Regions from separate parts of the Mus musculus genome. Here region 2 is linked to region 1. A link is a contact called in public HiChIP or PLAC-seq data. All regions are on one chromosome and are shown on one strand. The core of a region is the stretch at or near the end of the contact, and the rest is flanking DNA. Distances in the headings are between cores, read along the strand shown.

Evidence for each region. HiChIP or PLAC-seq counts read pairs in DNA pulled down with a chosen protein or histone mark.
Region 2: an H3K4me3 HiChIP or PLAC-seq map of embryonic basal ganglia shows a contact between it and region 1, with 4 times the contacts expected there. The contact joins two enhancer-like sites. A contact is called at or near these places in 1 of 484 Hi-C or Micro-C datasets (bone marrow-derived macrophages), 2 of 115 datasets of contacts at active chromatin or transcription factors (embryonic basal ganglia and large pre-B cells) and 1 of 9 other capture datasets (embryonic stem cells).

What each region holds. Positions count from the first base shown.
Region 1 is chr14:66,375,899-66,383,631 of GRCm38.p6, forward strand. No RefSeq gene overlaps it. Among named protein-coding and RNA genes, the nearest start is that of Stmn4, 35 kb to the left of the region's middle. Within about 2 kb of position 2,668, at least 47 of the 459 cell types and tissues checked have an H3K27ac peak or open chromatin away from gene starts, as enhancers often do. A contact at or near this core is called in embryonic basal ganglia, where this site is marked.
Region 2 is chr14:66,822,158-66,829,890 of GRCm38.p6, forward strand. Dpysl2 (dihydropyrimidinase-like 2) reads right to left here. Exons shown (of 14, transcript NM_001378767.1): 6 at 7,205-7,285; 7 at 6,614-6,682; 8 at 2,188-2,308. Among named protein-coding and RNA genes, the nearest start is that of Gm5464, 43 kb to the right of the region's middle. Within about 2 kb of position 4,499, at least 62 of the 459 cell types and tissues checked have an H3K27ac peak or open chromatin away from gene starts, as enhancers often do. A contact at or near this core is called in embryonic basal ganglia, where this site is marked.

The DNA.
Region 1 (7,733 bases), core at 1,418-3,917:
AAGAGGATTACAGAACAAGACATGAAAGATGAGGGGACTGAGAAGGAGGTGGAGAGGAGAGAGAGATGGGGGAGGAGGAGGAGGGAGTAAGGGAGTCAGAGAAGGGGTGAGAGTGTGGAGGAGGGGGTGGGAAATGGGGCAGGGGAGGAGACAGGGACAAGGATTCACACATCAAAGTATGTCTGAGGATCCCATAGTGAGACCAATCACTTCGTATACTAACAAAACAAAACAAAACAAAACAACAAACAGATAAAATATAGTCAAACTAATGAAAAAGGCAAATAAAGGCCCTATCTCCTTCCCACGAGAAACTTCAAGGGCTGTGGCCTTTTCCCTACTGGAGCTCAGCTTCACTGGGACTGAATGATTGGCCTGAGTGCTCTCATTTTAAGAAAGGTCAAACCTCCTGGAGTTATAGTAACAAATGAAACAAACCAAACAACACACCATAAACAAGGGAAAGGCCTCAGGCAGCCCTCTGGGGACACCAACCTTTAAAACCAGCACAGGATCTGTGGGAGGAAATGTTGCTGAGGCACACAGTGGATGGATCAGGAGGATTTGCCTCTGGGGTTACTCTAGGGTTCTTTTTTCCTTGTGGGTGTTCCCCTTGCACTTTCTGTCACCTAGGCTGTGTGCATCACTGGGTGGCGGAGCGCATCGCTGTTGTATGTCTTGGAGCCGATGGTTCTTCAGACATTCTAGGGCACTGAAAGGGTTAAAGGAGAATTTTCCACCTCGGGGCACAGAAACTATTTGTGTTCAAAGATGTGTAAACACACGGGAAAAACCTGCACAGAGGCCTGCTAACTCCCCACTCCCCCCCCCCCCCGTGTGTGTGTGTGTGTGTGTGTGTGTGTGTGTATGTGATCTCAGAAGCCTAAGGCAGCCATGTGCCTTTGTGATCTCAGCATCCAGAAGACTGGGGCAGAGGTTCACAAGTTCTAGGTCAGCCACGGGGACAGACTGAGACCTTGTCCCTCTAAACCCCAACCCCCCCCCCCCCCGCCCAAACCAATAAGAATCGTGAAAAAAGATCAAAGCACCAAATAATGGCTCTCATTACACTTAGTTGCACAGGCAGGTGGGCTACTCTGAGAGAAATGGTAATTTTCATATAAAAGGAAAAGAAAACCAATGTCAATAGATTCTGCGGTGGAAATTCAAGAAGCCATGAAGCAAATCAAAGACAAGGGTAACAAGAACTAAGACACAATGTGGGCTGAGAGGAGGAAGAAAGAAACACAGAAATACTGACATTAGAGAATGCTGCACATCAGAATTCTGACATGCATAGGAATCAACATAGAAAAAACCAATTTTAACCATTGTGTAATACAAATTCAGAAATGTTTTTACTACAGAGGAAACAGGAGAAAGAATAATAACAAAATAAAGAGAACATATGTTAATAGTATCATTTTTCGATAGATGATAGGACTTTATCCTAAGCGAATAAGCATCCAGGGGAATTTATGGGCATTCCTCCCCACCACCCCAGGGCTCCGATTTTTAATTTCCCTAAGCTGGTCTGTGACAGTCTGGTGTATCTTCATATCTGATAATCACACTTAGCAGTTTTCTAGACACATTTTGCCATTTAAGTTTATGCAGTAGGGTCTTGCTACATCTCACAGGCTTATCTGCATCTCACTCATCAGGTGGCTTTCAATGCCAGTTCCTCCCTGTCTCAGCCTCTCAAGTGCAGGGGTTGCAGGTGAGGGTCTCCCCAGCTTCTACACTGCCATCTTAAAGCAAGTTGACAGTATTTAATGCACTTAAAGCAGGTCTCTGCTAGGAGTTCACACGGACTCCAATACATTTCTTAATATCAAACACATGTGTTTTCACATTCAAATTTTTATGTTCCCATCTCAGCTTTCTATCATGCTTTGAAGATTTGTCACTGTTTCCAGGACCCTTACTTTTATTAAGATAAGAACGGAAGTTTATTTTTGTAAAAATTACACACAGTCACTTTCCCTCGTGACCCCTCGTTCCCCCAAACCTCCCCCACTCCCTGAACCCCTTTTCTGGAGTTGATGATTGTTCATCTTGCTTTATTTTCTTGGCTTTGACTTTGGACCCCAGAGATCACAGGGAGCTAGCGCAGTACAGGAATATGACCAGCAGGTGGCGTTCGTACTGTTTCTACTACGGGAACCGCCCAGAATTCTCCAGGACAAATTTGCACAAAAGAGGCGACTGCAACCATAGCTGTTACAGTTGGTAATTAGGGATAAGGTTGCCATGGTGACGAGGGGTCTTGGGATGTTTATAGCTTTGCAAGAGCTGATGCCAATGAGCTATCGGATTGCTTCTTCCTTTGATGGTAATGGCAGGCAAACTGAGGTCATGCAAATGCTGTATGGTGCAGCCTGCTTAGGAAGCTATTCTGCTGCTGTTGTTATTTATGGGATAAAAGTATCCTGTTGAGAGAAACACACACACACACACACACACACACACACACAATTTGTATGCATGCACACAAGTGCACCATATTTATCTGACTTGTTTACATTTTCTGTATGTTTTATCTCCATTCCCCACATTTCTCAATGTGGTTTTCATTAAAATTCTCTGAGAAGAAAGGCTCCATTCATCTGACAAGCTCGGGAAATATTGCATGCTCATGCTTTAGAGGTTCACAGTGTACTTGAGCCAGAACGTCTTTGGATGTCCTATTTCACCTCCACACGCTCATTTGCCTCGTAAACCCACTTAAACAGACAATTCATTAACTCTCTCAGCTAATCACTCCTCATCTTCTCCTCAAGACGTTAATAGACATTCATTAAGTGTAGGTTTCCTTGTAGCCTTGCGCTCACATAAGTCTCTCCAGCAAGGCGTGGAGCTCTGATAAGCTAGCCTGTCAAAGGCTGTGTGGCCAAGACTCAATGGTTATTAATGGCTGCCTATGAACTCCTAAGAAATGGTTTCCAATTGAGCTATGTATCCATGGATACCACAGACTGAAATTATTCATTGTTAATGTCTTTATCCATCCATAAATTTTATTGGGTAAATGAGGCCACGCCCCAGACATGGCCCACAGCATTAATAAGTCATTTGTAGGTTAGCATAGTATTATTTTACATCTTGTCACATCGTTTCTGATGCTTTAAATTCAATCTTCTGCTAGTGTATTTTCCCCAGAGAGGCACCTCCTCTCCCATGAATAACCTACTTGTGATTGATCATAAAACAGAACTTATTAAAAGAGATTTTTAAAAACAACAACAAAAAAAAGGACTGAGAATTTGCTCACACATACTGCCTCTCGGGTGGGGGAGGGGAGTCACCCTCCCTGCACTTCATTGTGAAAAGGGAGGTCTGGTCCTCTCAAACTGTGGAAAGAACAATTGCCCTAGTCCACTAGGGCAGTGGCTGCCAACAGCTTTAGGAATGCACCAGTTGACACTCTTGGCTAGGCTGATAATGTTTTAGACCCACTCCAAATGTTGAAGGCGTTTCCTGTGACTTACCCCTCTTTACACTCCGGAAGGCCACTGGATTTTATTGCTAGGGGACCATGAGAGGAGCAGGAACATTTAAAAGACAGGCAACAGTAACCAAGTGTCCAGCTCCTTGTCAGTCACTTTGCTATTTATTGAATCCTTGATTAAGTTTAAGCCTTAAAGCCCACTAGATGGGTTTTACCAGCCCCATTTTACCAAGAAGAGATGAAGGCTGGAGGTGCCTTGCCTCATATGGGACAACTTGTAAAGTATAAATAAGGGGACATTTTTTGACTCTAGGTTTGTCCAAATCCAAAGTCAAACAAAGGCAGCAATATTTGTACAAGAATCAAATTATCCTCAAAAGAAATAAGGAGGAGGAAGAGGAGGAGGAGGAAGAGGAAGAGGAAGAGGGAAGAGGAGGAGGAGGAAGAGGAAGAGGGAAGAGGAAGAGGAGGAGGAGGGAGAGGAAGAGGAGGAGGAGGAGGAAGAGGAAGAGGAGGAGGAAGAAGAGGAGGAGGAGACCTAGGAGGAGAGGATCAGCTTGTTTCTTCCATGGGAGGTACATAATTAGTCAAAAGGGGAGGGTCCCTGGCTCTGGCCAACCCCTACGGTCTTCCACAACAGCCACTGTTCTATTTACCATTTGTGTTAGTTCCCTTTCCCGTTGCTGTGATAAAATACCCCAGCAAAGCAGTTTAAGGAAGTAGGGTCTGTTTTAGCCCTCACCTCCAGATCGTGGCCTATCACTGCAGGGAAGTCTGGAAGGCCGGAACTTGAGTTTGATAGTCACATTAGTAGTCATAGTCCAAAGCAGAGGGGAAGGACCGAAGGCATAGGTGCCACTGCTCAGCACACTTCTTCCTTGCTTACAGTCTCAGATTTCAGTCAGAGAATGGCCCCACCCCCTGTGGGCGTGTCTTCCTGCCCCATGCAATAAAGATAATCTCCATAGCACGCCCATCTTCCAGGTGACTTTAGACTGTCAAATTGACAATAAACACTGCCTGCTGTTGTTCCAAGCGTTTACTCCGTTACCAACTTGTCCCGCTTCTGTTGTGTGGGCTGAACTTGTATTGGCATTTATTCATATTTTTTAAAAACCCCTTCAGTCAATTTTACACTCATGGGTTCCTTTCGATCAAACCTCCAGTTATTTTAAAAGCTGGCAATTGCCGTCTACTTAGGATCTTTTCATTACCCATGACAGTTTGTCTTAGATTTCACTGATAATCAATGAGCTGCTCTTTTAAATACTTAGTGGATCAAATTAACGGCTTTAATTAACAACCTACATGAAAATCAATGACCTCCATATTCAGCTATTCCAAGTTTATCTGACTTGTTAGTCAGTAGGACAACACTTGCTTTTTGTTTTGTAACATGTATATTCCTTTAGATCACCGCACCTCAACCTTGCTAATGCTGCTACCCCCTTAATACAGTTCGTGCTGTAAGTGACTCCCCACCATAAAAATATCTCATTGCTACTTCATAACTGTAATTTTGCTACAGTTATGAATCATAGTGTAAATATCTGATATGCAGATGGGCTTAGGTGCCTTGTGAAACGGTTGTTCTACCATCAAGGGGTCCTGACCCACAGGTTGAGAATGGGTCCTTTGCATGTAGCTTTCAGATTTTATACAAACAACTCCCAACACGAATCAGGAAGACATCTGGGTCTTTCATCTCAATCCCTAATCATTGAGCTGCTCACATGGCTCTTTCTGTAGAAGACACTCAGTTCCTGCTGTTACCGGCAGTTAAATATTGATTAAATAAATCACGACATCTGTTACCTATTTCTGTTTGCTCTGCTTTCTGGTCCCAGGTTGGGATTGCTAGTTCCTGTGGTCTCCGGGAAAAGAAAGTTCTTTCTTTGTAGGCTTAGTTTTCTCCTTCCTTCTACCAAAACGTTTTGCTGGCAGTGAGTGACCCTGTTCTAGCTCAGGCATCTGAGTACAGCCATGGCCTCTGAGTACACAGTGCCTACCTAGTCAAGCGGTGGAGTCTCTCCAGTCCTCTTTTCTTAAGTTCCCAGGAGTCATCACCCTTCTAAGCCCTTCCAGGTTTTCCAGCTAAGAGTTAAGCACACAGCTGCTGTTTCCCAAATGACTACCGGCTTTCTCGATTTAATCCAGACACTCCCTTCTGGTCACCGCCTGGCTTTAGGCAGACATTGGCTCCCTTGAGCAGCAGAGCTACTGCTTTCTTTGGCAGCCGCCATTGCTCCTGGAAAGTGGCTGATAAGGGTGCTTCCTTAGAAGATCCGAGTGCGCCTGGCGTGGTGGCGCACACCTTTACAAAGGCAAAGGCAGGCGGGTTTCTGAGTTTGAGGCCAGCCTGGTCTACAAAGTGAGTTCCAGAACAGCCAGGGCAAACCCTGTCTCGAAAAAACAAAACAAAAAAAATCCCAGCACGAAGCTCCTGGCTTTTTGTGACGCGCATGCGGGCATATTCCTGTTTTTTTTTCCCCCCTCCTCCATTTTCTTTGTTTCTCTTTCCCTAATTTTCTTGGTGTTCACACCTGGGCTGACCAAAACTTCCTTTACTTCCCGTACCATCTAGGGAATTAACAGTTTTTAAAACATAGATTCCAGGAACCAAATTCCATTGGTTTTATTCACGTTTTTCATTACTACAGAGTTAAGTGCATTTTTTGATATCCTGTCCCTTTGAGAGCTTTCTGTTAGTACCCCTCACTTATATTAGGCTCTGGGCTTGGTTCTCTCCCCTTATTATTTTGCCTTCTCTTAATGTTGTGACGTTTTAGCTTTTGGAGTACACTTGGAAGGCGTGCACTTCCATTTTCTCTATTTCTGCATTGTTTTCAGGCACAGATACTTAACATTCTCACACAGCAGGGTCGATGAAAGCCTCCCTTTAAGGTTTTCTGCTATCACTGTAAGGGTCCAAAAAACCACTAAAAGAAGACCCCAGACTCAGATAGTATTCGAAGACAGAGAGCATTTATTCTTCAGAAACATCCAGCATGCGCCCGGGCAGGGAGGTCAACCATTCTCCCAAATGGCAACCCCGGACAAAGGTGTGCAGGCCTTCTTATAGGGAACCACCAGGGGAACTCTCTAGAAGGATTAGGTAATCTAAGCTTTCATTGGTGAGTGACGCAGGGGCTGGGGGCAGCGGGGGGGGGGGGGGGTTTACAGGGTGGCCAGTGGTCTGCATTTCTACATCATGAACAGTTAACTGAAGGATGAGATAGGGCTGCCCAGCACAGATGGCTCATTTGGAGAGAAGATGTTTCCCATTCTTGTGCTTATTCCCAGGCTGTTCTTTGGGAGGGGATTTTATGATCTTATTCTGGATTTTATGGGCTGTTCCTAAAGCTGGTACCTTTTTTTGAAATCAGGCCTGGTCCCTGAATGGAGACAAATGGGGTTATGTTGTCCTCTCATCATGAAATTGCCTAAATACTTATCTAGTCTTTCTTCTGATTTTGTTTTTTAATATATATATACATATACATATATATGGGTATATATATGTATATATGTGCATATATATGTATATATGTGTATATATGTGTGTGTATATATATATATATATATATATCTTCAGACTCACCAGATGAGGGCATCAGATCCCATTACAGGTGGTTGTGAACCATCATGTGGTTGCTGGGAATTGAACTCAGGACCTCTGGAAGAAAGATCTCTCCAGCTCTTCTGATTCTTTTGCAAGCTATTCCTGCCCTCCATTCAGTTATTGCATGGGGAGATAATCTGTGGGATGCTCATTTGGGTGCAGGGTTTGAGGTAGGCTGCTGATTTTAAGTTATTTCTGACTAGTTGTGTGTGTTTGGTCGGGTGGTTGGTTTGCTTTTGTTTTTGTTTTTTTCAAGACAGGGTTTCACTGCATAGCCCTGGCTGTCCTAGAACTTGCTCTGTAGACCAGGCTGGCCATGTTGCCTGCTTTTGCCTCCTAAGTGATGGGATTAAAGGTGTGTGATAGCACTGCGACTACTTGTTCTTATACCCTTCCTCTCCTCTCTCTCTCTCTCTCTCTCTCTCTCTCTCTCTCTCTGTCTCTCTCTGTGTAGATATGCCATTCATTCCCAACTGAAGGTCAGAGGACGATGCTGGGTGCCTTCTTCTATTCCTCTCCTTATTGTTTTGAGACAGGGTCTCTCCCTGAACCCAAAGTTCAATGTTCCAGTTAGGCTGACAGGACAGGGAGCTTCCAGGATCTGCTTGTGTCCACCCCTGACACCCAGTGCTGGGATTACAGTACTGAGATGGGATTACA
Region 2 (7,733 bases), core at 3,249-5,748, 450 kb after region 1:
CCAAGCTTAGTTCTACTCTTCCCAAGCTCTGAGCTTCAGAGGAAAACAAAAGAGAAGGCTGCTTGCCCAGGCTGCATCCTGAGGATGTTTGGAAATCCCAACTGGGTGGCAAGAGCCTCCCCAGCTCTCTGGAGGGCTAGAGCCTTCTGCTGCTCTTGTTAGCGCTGGAAGACAGTGGAATTCCCCAACGACTTTGAAGGATGGCAGAGCAACCCAGAGAAGCACCGTGTGGGCACAGCTAGATTCATGCACGGAAGGCTCTGGAATAGAACTGACTGAACTGCTTCCCTTTCTGAGCAGACTCAGAAGTTAACAGAAGCAACAAAAAGCCTCCGGTCCCTGAGGCAGCATGCCCGAGTGAAGCTGCATGCCACACACGCATGTGTCAGCCCCACCCTTCAGGGATGACCAGAGGCTTGGGAGAGAGCATGGGTGCTGCTGGAGAGCTGCTCAAGATCTCACCCTAGCTGTGGTCTGTCCAGGGGCTGACACCCTCCCTCTGCCAAGGTGAGCCTAGGATATTTTACACTTTGGACCAGGAAGGCCACAGGAATCCAAAGTCATGTGGCTGTTTGCCTTAACTAACTCCTTATTATCATGTGAGTGCTGAATGACCAGTAAAATACACAAAACTAGCTGCCATGGTGCCACGGTCCCCATTTTCAGACACTGAACCCACTATGATCGTGCTACACTAAAACAGTAGTGCCAGGAAGGGTGTTCAATGCTGAAGCTGAACACCCAGCTACCTTAAAAGTGTGCCTGGATGAGAAAAGACCACAACTTCAGTCACCACCTACAGGGTCTCCTCAGAAAATAACACAAAGCAAATTCTGAAGAAATTCTAGATTTTTTTCTCAATAGGGCCTGGTTGTATACAGCTGTGCTCCCAGCACCCAGAAGGCGGGGGCAGGGGGATCAGAAGCTCCATGGTGAGCCACACAGGGAGTTCCAGGCCAGCCTGGGCTACATGAGACCACCTCTCAAAATATTACTATTACTACTACTACTACTACTACTACTACTACTACTACTACTACTATTACTACTAAATAAAAGGCAGCTTCTCCAAGCATCCAGGAGAGGGCAGGCTCTCAAAAATTAATAGCAAGTGGTCAAATTAAGCTCCAGAAAGCTCCAAAGAGCAGGAAGCCAGAAATCACAGGATCGGTCTGGAAGCCATTGCCTCTTGGGACAGGCTGGCTGAGTAGTCATTGAGCAATTTCTTCTGGAGCTTGTACCAAGTCACCCATCAGTGAAAACATCCCACAGCCCTTATTGATTCATGAGGATCATGCAGCAAAGTAGAAACAGCTATATGGGCCAAATGGCAAAGGCAGAGGCAGAGGCAGAGGCAGAGGCAGAGGCAGAGGCAGAGGCACCAGTGAGCATGAGAGAAAAGCAGATAAATGGAGACACACGAGATGGAAAGATACACATGCAGGTTGTGGAGACAAGAAGGAAGATAGGGATCCCCTTTCGATGCTCACTTCAGATCATGCTAAGGTTCCCATCAAGGTCAATGCTATGGGTTCCAGCTCTATATGCTGTGCTGATGCCTAAGCAGAAAGCGCACAGTGTGATTAGCCAAACTGGTTTAGTGCAGCAGGTGGCAATGGAGCTACTTATGCATAATGAATAAGCTGCACCACAGAACATCCCTGAGGGAAAGTGCTGGAAGCGACACTTAGTGAATTAGTTTCCAAGAACCTGTCTCGGGAGAACCAGCTTCACTCGGTATACATCCACAGTATACCGGCAACGAGTAATTTGAGGTGAATAAGCATATGTGTCCCACACCAGCCTCTGACTGACCCCCGCAGAAATCCCCGCTCAAGGCGGAAGGAAGACACACTTTGCACAATAACATTCCCCAGAGGGGTTCTGTCGCCAGTGAAAAGTGATGTAACCTATGTAATGTAACTAGTTTGTAAAATCAACTTATAGAGAGAGGAGGACACCTGCCCACGTGGCCTTGGCTTTAAATAGATACGAACAAGGCCAGGGCCACGGAACAAAGGGAGGAAACTAGAGCTGCCCGCTCTGCTGGGCTGCAATTAGGTTAATGCTGGAACATGATCAAAGTGGCCCAGTTGGCAAGAGGGTCGGAAAAAGAGCCTCCTCCAGGATCCGCGCTGCCTTCCCGCCACCTGCCCACGGGGCATCCGAAAGGCCCGAGATGCTCACCCTTCTTCCGTGCCTGAGCGATGACTTCAGCCGCACTCTTGCTCATCACTTTGGTGACATACAGAGGGCAGTTGGTCTGGTTGGCAATAGTGATGGACCGGTTCACAGCTTCAGCCTCGACCTATGGGAGGGCAGATAAGCATGAAAACCCCGCCCATCCTCATGCCCATCTTTGTCCTTATTCACTAACAGAGACAGATGGATTCCCAAGGCTCTTTCCTAAGTGACACCCAGGACAAAGATCCACAGGCTCCACCTAGACCCACAGTCTAGTAACATTGCCAAGTGGGTTGTAACCACCCTGGGTGAATATTGGCAGAAAACAAGATATTATGAAGATAACTTATGTCACTCCCTTTAGTTATCAAAGTACTGAAACAATGGCCTCTAAGAAATTATAGAGTTTTCTGAGGAGAAATTTCACAGTGGGAGAAGGAAAAGCCTGAAGCTGGGTGCCTGCCAGAGGAGAGACGTGTCTCCAGGAAAGGCAGTTCACACAGTTCTGAGTACACAGAACACCTTCCAGGACAGCAGAGGCCAAGGCAGCGATGGGTGGGAGGGACCACACCACGACGTGGACTGTTTGGCTAAGCATGCTTCGCGCCCTCTATCTAAAGAGCTCTTATTATTTCGTCCTTTTTAACTACGTGTCTGCCGGTGGGTGGGTGTGCACATGCGTGCTGGTACCCACGGAGATCAGAAGCACTGACAATTCCCAGAGATGGAGGTACTGACAATTGTGACCTGCCTGACGTAGATGCTGAGAACCAAACCTGGGTCCTTTGCAAGAGCAGTGTGAGCGTTCCTGCCCTCTTAGCTACTGAGCCACATCTCCAAGCCATTAAAGATCCAGGCTGGCCAGAGACTCCTGATCCTGCTTCCTCATCTCTTCATCACAGCCCACCAAGTGTACCACCATGAGCAGCAGCCTAGTTAAAGCTAGTTGAACCTAAGCTTTATGTCAGGACTCTGAGGATGGGCTCAGGAAGACGCTGGATCTCTGTTCCTCTTCCTACCCTAACTACACTGAACCAATCTCCTTTCTCCACAGTTCGCCACTGCTCGTTTTTCTAATTAGCCTGTGGATGATCAAGCCGTGCTTGTCAGGGCTGCCAGGGCCCAGTCTTGTTAGGCGTAAAGACTCTGGTAACAATTTCACTTGCTCACATTTGAGAATACCCAGGCCCTGGCTGATCTCAATGTGGATATTCATTCTGCTCTCATGATCCAGAGTGAAGACATTCAATGTTCGTGACTCTGGAGACAAGTCAGCCAGATACTTGTGGGCCAAGCCAACATCACCCACAAAACAAAACAAGCTTCAATAGTCTCTGGAATGGACTAGGGCTGTACCATGTTCCCCCAAGAGTGTGTCTGGCCAGCCACAGCCTGGTACGACCTTCAACGCAGATGAAGAACTACCCAAATGGAACATCTGGCTCTTTATGCCTGATCCTCAGGGAATGGAATTTCAGATTCCACATCACATCTACCGAATACACAACCGGGAAAACCGCCTTGCTATGGAGGTATATCTTATGTACAACAACGTGGGATCATCATAACAGAAGAAACTGATTCAAACGGGATCCCAAAAGGTCACTGCCAAGTCCTAAGAAAATATTGTGGTGTAAATTCTTAAAGGTAAGAAGGGAGATAGTCCCTTTCTCTGCCTACCATACTACCCCACTCCCAACATCCCTAAGCAGAGGGTCAAAACATAAATGGCTTCATCTTGTTAATGTAACTTTAAAAGCCAGGCGGTCACTTTTCAGAGGAGATAGCTGCACTCCTACAGTTAGTTGCCTTGACTAGTCCAGTTTCCACTGGAGCACGGCAGGGCTGGGGTCTGTCGCTGCTCTCTGTGCTCTTCCCAGTGAGGGAGACCCCGGCCTTCATTCACACTCAGCTTCTGGGCATCAACTATGTGAGGAGAGTCTATGAATCTTACAGGAAAGCAACCAGCTCTCAGAAAACACTCACCAAACACTCAAATGTTTCCCATTCCAGGGATAGCTGAAGAGAGCCTCCCTCCTGCTCCCTGCCCTCCCTCCCCTCCCTGAAGTTTCCTGTGGGGCTGTCAGCTCAGAAGTCTCTGAAGTGTGAATGAAAAGGACTCCAAGATGCTCAACACTTCACAGGGATGTCAGACACAGCCCTGCAGACTTCCCAGCCCAGACCCTTCACAAAAGGACAGACACACTATAAATAAAGTCTGGGAGCTACAGGCCTGTCCTCAGTAAAGCGGGGTGTGCAGTGCCTCTAATTAAGAAGCCAAGTGGGACTGGCTGCTACTAAGACTCCTGAGGAAGACTCGCTGTCCCAGGGGTCTGTCTGGATTTGCATACACACTGTGAATGGAATTCAGGCTCCATCTGGCTCCACAGAGTGGCCTGAAATTGGACAGGGGCCAAACTAAAAACGCTAGCTCTCTGGAAGAAGAGAGTATTTAAGCCTCGCTCTCCATTCTCCAGCTAGAACAGTCCAGCCTCTGATACACAACAAACACTGTGCACTGAGCCCTGACCAAAATCTCTTTAAATCTTGTAGGAAGGGTGTAATCGCTTAAAAATAAAACCTCTGCTTATTATAGAGACCTTGAACATCTGGGAGGTTGTCTATGTGATTTTATAGATGGAGCAGAACAAGCACCACAGGGAAATGACCTATCCAAGGACCCATAGCAGAGTCCAGACAATCTCTGGGCAAGTCCCTCCCGCCTTGGCAACCTACACGCCTCGGTCATATATCCTGCGAGGCCCAGCTGGAAAGGCCTTCCGTCTGTGATGGCTTTGCTGTACAGATCTTCTTTGGCCTCAGGCTCTTACCAGCTGCCTTTTGCTAGTAGTAAGTCACATTCTGGCTCACAGATATACTTCCTGTCTGCGGCTTTGTCACCAGCTCATTGAAAGACTCAGGGAGCACCATCCCCTGCTTGCCACAGATGTCCAGGCACTGCGGTGGTCAGAACATGTGCTTCTCACCGGTACCACCTCAGACAGGTGATCCCTAGATCCGGCATTCCTACCGGTCTCCCTTTTCCCAGCTTCTTGAGGGGGGAATCCTACGGAGCTGCGAGCTGTGCACATGGTAGACTGCGAAGAGCAGCATACAGCGGCAGGAAGCTGGCCGCCCTGCACAGTTCAAACCAAGCTGGCCATCATGGTGCTACAGACGGACGAGATCCTGACACTACACAAAGTTAAAACATTAGTGTTGCCTCCTATGTGCTGGGGGGTCTCTTCCTAAAGTGGGCTGTATGGCCAAGTCCATTCAGAGTGGTTCCATGTTTGATTCTCTGTGTCGCCCCCTCAAGAGTTTAAAACACAAAAGACTCAGCTTGACAGAAGAAACAGCCACCATCAGGAAGAACAGCAAGGGTGAAGGGCTCGAAATCTTATTCTTCCTTTCTTCCTTCCTGCCTGCCTGCCTGCCTCCCTCCCTCCCTCCCTCCCTCCCTCCTTCCCTCCCTCCCTCCCTCCTTCCCTCGATTCCTCCCACCCATAGGACTGACATGGGGCAAAATTACTCAAGAGCCTTATCAAACTCAGTGCCTGGCGTTAAGTTAGGCTCCTCCCACCATGCTCCTAAGCCCTGCTGAGCCTCAGGATGTCCAGAACTGGTCACTCAGTGCTCTAATTCTGTGAGACAATGGCCAAAGAGGAGGCCCTGTGCTGAGCCACGTACGCATGGGTGTAACTTTTCTGCGTAAAGGGTTAACCAGAACAGTGGGTCCCTGAGAGCTAGCTCCTGTGGGCATCCTTCCTGTTCCCACACTTTGTTCTGCCAAGCCCTGGGATCTAGTGGCCCCATCTCCTTCGCAGGCCACTTACCAAACATCCCCCTCTGTCCTGTTTTTGGAAGGGACACCTTAAATGTTGAACCTCCATCCGCCCAGGTCCCTGAGGGTCTCCCCTTGCCTGCAATCTTTGCAGTCTAGACTGTTCCTTGCTGAACTCCTCCATCCTCCTCTGCCCCTCAGAGCTGTAAGACTGCCTGCCGTTCTACAGACCTTTTCCTATACTGAAGGACCAGCCTCTGAAAAAGCACGGATATGATACCTGCAGCCTTCTGACCTACAGGCTCCACGGTCCAGTGTGATAACCTTGTGCTTCTCAGCCTGGGCTAATCCTGTTTACGGCTCCCAATGGTTCTATCCACCAGGCCCTACTGAGTGTGCTGCACTCAGCAATGACTCATCATGTGCGTTTTAGAGGTGTAAAGGAACTCTGTGGTTCCATCCTATGTTTAAGGGACTGGCGGTACTGCAAATGGGTATGTACATGCATGCACATGCACACGCATTTCTTTGAAAGACCAAAGCACATCCAAAAAGCCCCACTTTCAACAGGTACAGGGGTGGAGGAGAGGCCCTGCACAGAATCTACGAGACATCATGTCGCACATCCCAGTCCCAGATATTCACCTCCTCTGGCCGGCTCAACACGTGTCCCTCGGGGCCCGTGATGCCCAGATCCAGGATCCTCTGCTGTTCCTGTAATGTGCATAGAAAGCCGAGTGGTCAGAGAAGGTGGGTTTCAGGTGGCGGATGCCAAGAGACCTGGGCAAAAAAGCTCCCTAGCAAGAAGTTCAGTGGGCCCTGCTGGATACCGGGTGTCATGCCAGACCTCAGAAAGAGGCATCACTATACTAATTCCAATCCCACTTGAGCAAGACAGATCCTCTAGAGCCCCTCAATATGTTCAGCATCCCCAGGGAAGCTGACAGCCACTCTTGGCCCACAGCACAGTAATATGATGGTATCCAAGTGTGACTACGGTGTTCCTTGACTCCATCCAGAACAGCTACACTGCAGTGCCAAAAGAAGGGGCCTTTCTATAATGGAAATAAGCAATATGCCTTACCAAACACTAGCAGAAAGTCCCCGAAGAGCCTTTGTACCAGACCATACGGCCCTCTGGATTTTCACACTGGTGGTCCAGCTTCAAAAGCTGTCCTACACTCTTGAGCTTGCTTTCCAGGAGAGGAAGAAAATATGAAAGGATGGGTCCCTTACCTCAGCAATGATGTCACCATTCTCTGCGTGGACTTGAGCTATGGCACCGATATCCCGGATCACGCTCAGCACTTCATAGATCTGAGGAAGAAGGGAACGAACTCAGAGACCCAAACCTGCAAGTTTCTGGTCAAAGGAAATCATCCCCTGGGTTGAAATGGCACCCAGGCTGCTGTGACAGGCTTGGCTTGGCAATAGGCTCAAGGGGACTGCCTTCTGGCCACTCTGAGAGTCAGAGAGGCAGCCCAACCAAAAGGACAGGGGTGAAGTGTGAAATGCAGGAGATGACACCCAGCTCTGCACCAGGTGTGACCAAGACTCTCAGCACTACCACTAGGCCACACAGTATCCTGATTAGAGGTTACGGTTTGATATGAGAGTTTAGAAGGGCAAGACCCCATCAAAGGCTAACTTCATTAAACTCCAAACCTGCCACCCATATCCCATCAAGCTATGAGTGAGCTATATACACACGCGGAAGAAATGTTTCCCCAGATGGCAGCCATAACCAAACTAAACAGAACATCAG